Regions from separate parts of the Sus scrofa genome. Here region 1 is linked to region 2. The links are chromatin contacts, called in public HiChIP or PLAC-seq maps. All regions are on one chromosome and are shown on one strand. Each heading gives the region's core, a stretch centred on a gene start, on an enhancer-like site or on the middle of the called end of the contact. The rest is flanking DNA. Distances are from core to core; before and after follow the strand shown. Region 1 overlaps PCGF6 (polycomb group RING finger protein 6). Region 2 overlaps BORCS7 (BLOC-1 related complex subunit 7).

Region 1 (2,955 bases), core at 322-2,821, 350 kb after region 2:
AACCTCTTCCCCCCTTGGATTTGATTATTTACTAGGGCAGCTCTTAGAACTCAGAGACACCTTGTCTTACATGTACCAGTTTATTAAGGGTTATGATAAAGGGCACAGACGAACAGCCAGATGAAGAGATACAAAAGGTGAGGTCTGAGAGGATCTGAGCCCAGAAGCTTCTGTCTCAGTGAAGTCGGGATGGGTCTTCCTCCTGGTACGAGGATATGTTCACCAAGATGGAAGCTCCCTGAGCTCCAAACTTTTGGGAGCTACCAACTTTTTATGGAGGTTTCATTACCTGGGCATGACTGATATAACTCCATTTCCAGCCCATCTCCCTTCTTACGAGAATGGGGGCCAGGGATGAAAATTCCAAGCTTCTGGAGTTCCTGTCGTGGTGCAGCGGAAACGAATACAACTAAGAACCATCAGGTTGTGGGTTTGATCCCTGGCCTTGCTCAGTGGGTTAAGGATCCAGCATTGCCATGAGCTGTGGTGTAGGTCGAAAACAGGCTCGAATCTGGCGTTGCTGTGGCTGTGGTACAGGCCGGTAGCTATATAGCTCCGATTAGACCCCTAGCCTGGGAACCTCCATATGCCGCGGGCGCAGCCCTAAAAAGACAAACAAAGAAAAAGAAAAAAGAAAAATTCCAAGCTTCTAATCATGGCTTGGTCTTTCCGGTGCTCATCCAGGAGCCACCCAGAGTCACCTCAATAGAACAAAGAGCCCCATTACCCAGGAAATTACAAGCATTTTGGGATCTTCTGTGCCAGAAACCAGGGAAAGAGACCGCTATTATGTTTTCTATTATCTCACGCTGGGTGTGTTTTCTTCCCAGACACGGTGAGAGGCCAGGAAGCGGAGTCAGACCCCAGGACCCATCATGCTGGCCCTGCTGCTAACCCACAGTGTGAGGCCTTCAACAATTCGGAAACTTGTTTTTCTCTTCTATGAAACGGAGGCAGTAATGTCTGCTCTGTATTTCTCAAAGTTGTTTTGGGAATCATATAAGTAATGGCTCTGATCCTGGTTTAAAAGCACCAGAAGAATGTGTATTTATAACCTGGTCAAGGCCCCAAGTTATAACTAGGTTTCTACCAGGGATCCTTCCCTCCACCTTCTCCTCCAGCCCAACCAGGACCCCACAGTACAAGGCTCCAGGGTAGACTCCTAGGCCTTGGCTTAGAGCAGTGGGGCAAGGAGAAGCCAGTTTCTTCTTTCTCGGAGTCCTGGTCCCCCAGGTCTCTCTGGGATGGAGTAAGCTCTCTAAGTATTAAACACTCAGGAATCTACAAATACTCTTGGAATTCCAGCTTAGTGAGCCTGTTCAATAACGCTTCCTGCTCCACTAACAAAGGGTGATAGCAGAGGAATGCTGGGAGGCAGTCCCTTCTCCTGCCTCCAAAGAATCCTGGCAGCTCAACTTGTTATCTCCACATGTTATATCTGGAAGAAACTTTAGATCAGTGGTTCACAATTCTGGCTGAACATTAGAATCACCAGGGAAAAATACCCTTGCCTGGCTGTACTGCACGCCAATTAAATCAGAGCCTTTGGGGGAGGGACCTAGACAACAGTATTTTTAAAGCTCCCCAGATGATTGCAATGAGTAGCCTCATTTGGGAACAGCTGCTACCAAGGCTCCAGGAACATCTCGCTTTACAGAAGGAAAAACTGAGGCCTTGGGAACTGAAGAATTTTGTCTGAAGTCATACACCTGATTAAGCGTTTGAGCTATCCGGTCAACATGTTGCTGAGAATAACAGCTCATTTCTGTTGACCATTTACTCTGGGCCAGAGCAAGCACCAAGCACTTTACAAATATAATCTCAATAAGTCACCACAGTTAAGGTTATGAGAAAACTGAGGCCCACGGAGTTTAACTAGTCTTCTGAAGGTCAAAACAACTGCACAGTGGCAGAGATCCCAGTTTAATTGTTCGACTCAGTTTGAGCAGCATGCGGATGACAAGATAGGGATAGGGCCCTTGCCCTTAAGGAATTTACAGCCTACCTGGAGGAATAGGACATACATAAATGAGTCAACACTTAAAGCAGTCTGATATGTGTTATAGTAAAAGTAAACAACGGAAGGACAAGGAAGACTTGTAACGCTGGAAAAGTCAAAGAAGTCTTCCTGGAGGAGGAGGTACTTACAGAGGTATTATTACTACTACTACTACTATAATTATTATTATTTTGGCCAATTCCCTTAGTATGTGGAGGTTCCCAGGGCCAGGGATCAAACTCAAGCCGCAAAAATGACCTGAGTTGCTGCAGTGACAATGCTGGATCTTTTACCCACTGAGCTACCATGGAACTCCTGAAGAAGCCTTAAAATGTGAATGAAAGGTAGTTTAGTGAAAAGAGAGGAGGGAGAGGAAGTGGGCTAGCCAGTGTAAAGAATGGTGACTGCTCAGAGCTATGCAGTAATTCATAATGACTTGATAAGTACAATTTGGGTGAAGCTCTCACCAAGAGGTAAGACGGAAGAAGTACAAAGACTAGATCATGAAGGAGTCTGAAAGAGGGAAACCATGGCAGGATGATAAACAGACAGTGGAAGGATATACATTTATGTATTTAAAAATTGTTGGTGAGGAGTTCCTGTCGTGGCGCAGTGGAAAACAAATCCAACTGGGAACCATGAGGTTTCAGGTTCGATCCCTGGCCTCACTCAGTGGGTTGAGGATCCGGTTTTGCCGTGGGCTGTGGTGTGGGTCACAGACACAGCTGGGATCTGGCATTGCTGTGTCTGTGGCATAGGCCAGCAGCAATAGCTCTGATTGGACCCCTAGCCTGGGAACCTCCATGTGCTGTGGGTGCGGCCCTAAAAAGACAAAAGACAAAAAAAAAAAAATTATTGGCGAATACGATATCAAAAGCACAGGCAACAAAGAAAATATAAAGTGGATTACATCAAAATTAAAAATGTTTGTGCACCAAAATATACTCTTAACAGAG
Region 2 (2,990 bases), core at 101-2,600:
TCACTGCTGTGACTTGGATCACTGCAGTGGTGCAGGTTCAGTCCCAGGGAATTCAATCCCTGCTGAGGGCGCAGCCAAAAAAAAAAAAAAAAAAGTGTTCCCCATGGAGGGAACAGGAATTCACATACCCTCGTGCTTGTGCCGGGAATGCAAAGTGTTATAACCTTAACAGGGTGGGGGAGGAGTTTGGTAATAGGTAGCAAAATTAAAACCCTTTGATCTAGCGGTCACAATCAAGATTCTGAGTCTATTCCAAAGTTATGCTGGCAAAAAGATACAAAGATATATAAGGTATTTTTTTGTAGCACTACTTAAGCAAAAGACTGGAAACAGCCCCAAGTCTTTAGTGGTAGCGGAAGACCAGCTGAATACTGGGGCGGCTTAGCAGCTCTAAAACAACAAGGTGGAGAATCAGGATCCACAGCTGCAGATCCGTCTCAGTGTGTATTATCAGGTGAAAACGGCTGAGTCTGGAGTAGCACATACGGTAGGTGACATTAAAAGTAAGGAGGGGAGTTCCCGTCGTGGCGCAGTGGTTAACGAATCTGACTAGGAACCATGAGGTTGAGGGTTCAGTCCCTGCCCTTGCTCAGTGGGTTAACGATCTGGCATTGCCGTGAGCTGTGGTGTAGGTTGCAGACGTGGCTTGGATCCCGCATTGCTGTGGCTCTGGCGCAGGCTGGTGGCTATGGCTCCGATTCGACCCCTAGCCTGGGAACCTCCATATGCCGCAGGGGCGGCCCAAGAAATAGCAAAAAGACAAAAAAAAAAAAAAAAAAAAGTAAGGAGGGCAGAACATATTCATATGTCCATTGTTTTATAAAGGAACAATGGAAAGATAAACCAAAAACTAATAAAAAATACTTATATCTGGGGGAGAGATACTGGGGAGGGGAAGAGGTTGGGCGGAAGGTCTTCTTTTCTTGTTTTGCCTTTAGAAGCTCATAAAGTTGGTTTGTTTTTGTTTGTTTTTTTGGCCACGCCTGCGGCAGGCAGAAAGTCCTTAGCCAGGGTTTGAACCTGTGCCACAGCAGTGACCCAGGCTGTGGCAATGACAACACTGGCTACTTAACCCACTGTGCTACAAGGGAACTCCTTGTAAAGTTTAATTTTTAAACTTAAAAAGAAAAAGAAAAATAATTTGCTGTGAGGGGAATCTGGAGGCTGGAGCAAGTGCTCCTGTTCCTGGTTAATTTGAAGTCATCCGTCTTCCTTTTACGGGAACCTCTCTCATGCAAGGGGACAGGGAAGGTTGGTAGGCACACGTGACCGTGGCTCCCTTACATGGCCGGACTTCATGTCTGTCCAGATCAGTGTGCCGCAGCAGGCCAGAAACCTCTGTTAATCTCTTCTTGCCACTCAGTGCAGAGTCAGCTCTCCTGACCACAGGCCACCCAGTGGAAACAGCTCACTTAGCCTTCTGCCTCGGCCTCAGGGCCCAGCCCTCAGTGAACTCTTTAAAATCTGCTGCCACATTTCTCCTTCTCTCGCCCCCAGCTTCACTTGGCAGTTTTCCACTTTAAAATCCCAGGGATCTTTCTTCCCAGGTCTTTTTTTCCCTCTGTGTCTCTCGTTCCATTCCTGAATAGCTTAAATTCCTTCTATCCCCCTAAAATCCTAGCCTAACTCCTGCCCTCTCAGGCTTCACAAACCACCCCAAATCTCAGATTTGCCTTGAAAGAATCAAGTGTTACGTTCTCACTAGGCCTGTGGAGCCAGTTTCTTTTCACAGGCTTTTCCTCTTCGCCCTTGATTAATAAGCTCAGCAGTTGGGGAAGACTTGATTTCTCAGTGGCCTTTGGAACAGAGGTGGAGCCCATGCCAGAACTGCCGTAGTAACAATGAAATAGATTTTCAGTGTGAACAAATGGGAAATTATGCTCCATTACATTTGGAGGGTTTGTATTTGTATGGGGTGGGAGAGTGGGGGGAGGAGAGAGGGTGGTGGTATAACAGCTGCAGAGGGAAGATTACAGGAAGTTGGGACATTTTGATTATTACCATTTTATTTTTGTCTTCCAGCTGTTAGGTCAGGCAGCTCGAAACATGGTACTACAGGAAGATGCCATCTTGCACTCAGAGGATGTAAGAAACAATTTGTTATGGGGTGGGTTTTATATGCATCGTTTGTGTGGCTACAGGGAAGTGGAATGTTCTATTTCTCTCTCTCTCTTTTTTTTTTTTCTTTTATGCAGAGTTTAAGGAAAATGGCCATAATAACAACACATCTTCAATACCAGTGAGTATGCCCTCTCCAGTGACTGCTGCACTTGCTTCTCCGTCATCTTGCCCAGGCTGCCTCTTGTGACCTTTGTCTTAAGCATGTTTTCCCTCGGAGGGAGGGGCTGGGAGTAAAGGTGGGGTCAGTCAAGGATGTGTTCCCTCTGGAAGAGCTGCCTGAGACTGCAGAAGAAGTTGGGGTATGGGGTGCAATCAGAGCAGGGACCACCATTGTGAACCTCTCTAGTAATTTGAGAGCTCCTTAGAGGGAGAGACTGTAAACCCCGCAAGGGTGGGGCCCAGGCCAGGACCACACGCATGCACTGCACCTGGCACCCAGTAGGCACTTTAATCAGTACATGTCAGTTGTCTGTGCCTGAGGTCTTTCCTGGCGTGTCTGCACCTTCCCTGGGAATCATGTCTAACTGACCTTTATCTTACATTCCCATGTGTAACCCAGCTCTAACTATATATAAATCATCCAGGAGGTTTTGAAAGATAAGAGATCCCTTCTCCATTATAGTTTTGGACAAAATTATAATTTAATTAACTTTTCATCTCATTTCATTTTGCTTTTTATTTTATGTCGTCGATACTATACTTATGTACCTCTTGGAAATATCTGGGTTGGGAATCGAACTCTTGATTTTTAAAATGCTGAATGTTCATTTTTGGGGTTTGTACTTATCAGGCGTGTGACCCTTTGACTCCACACACCCAGACTGAATTTGAGCCATACTGTTGTGTGTTTGACCACATCCCTCAATCTG

What was found. HiChIP or PLAC-seq counts read pairs in DNA pulled down with a chosen protein or histone mark.
Region 1: a contact with region 2 is called in an H3K27ac HiChIP or PLAC-seq map of skeletal muscle, with 3 times the contacts expected there. The contact joins two enhancer-like sites. A contact is called at or near these places in 1 of 47 Hi-C or Micro-C datasets (omental adipose tissue) and 2 of 2 datasets of contacts at active chromatin or transcription factors (alveolar macrophages and skeletal muscle).

What each region holds. Positions count from the first base shown.
Region 1 is chr14:114,185,325-114,188,279 of Sscrofa11.1, forward strand. All of the region lies in intron 10 of PCGF6 (polycomb group RING finger protein 6), which reads right to left. Among named protein-coding and RNA genes, the nearest start is that of NT5C2, 19 kb to the left of the region's middle. Within about 2 kb of position 1,572, at least 16 of the 83 cell types and tissues checked have an H3K27ac peak or open chromatin away from gene starts, as enhancers often do. A contact at or near this core is called in skeletal muscle, where this site is marked.
Region 2 is chr14:113,838,156-113,841,145 of Sscrofa11.1, forward strand. BORCS7 (BLOC-1 related complex subunit 7) reads left to right here. Exons shown (of 5, transcript NM_001244615.1): 2 at 2,023-2,085; 3 at 2,196-2,239. Among named protein-coding and RNA genes, the nearest start is that of AS3MT, 4.5 kb to the right of the region's middle. Within about 2 kb of position 1,351, at least 23 of the 83 cell types and tissues checked have an H3K27ac peak or open chromatin away from gene starts, as enhancers often do. A contact at or near this core is called in skeletal muscle, where this site is marked.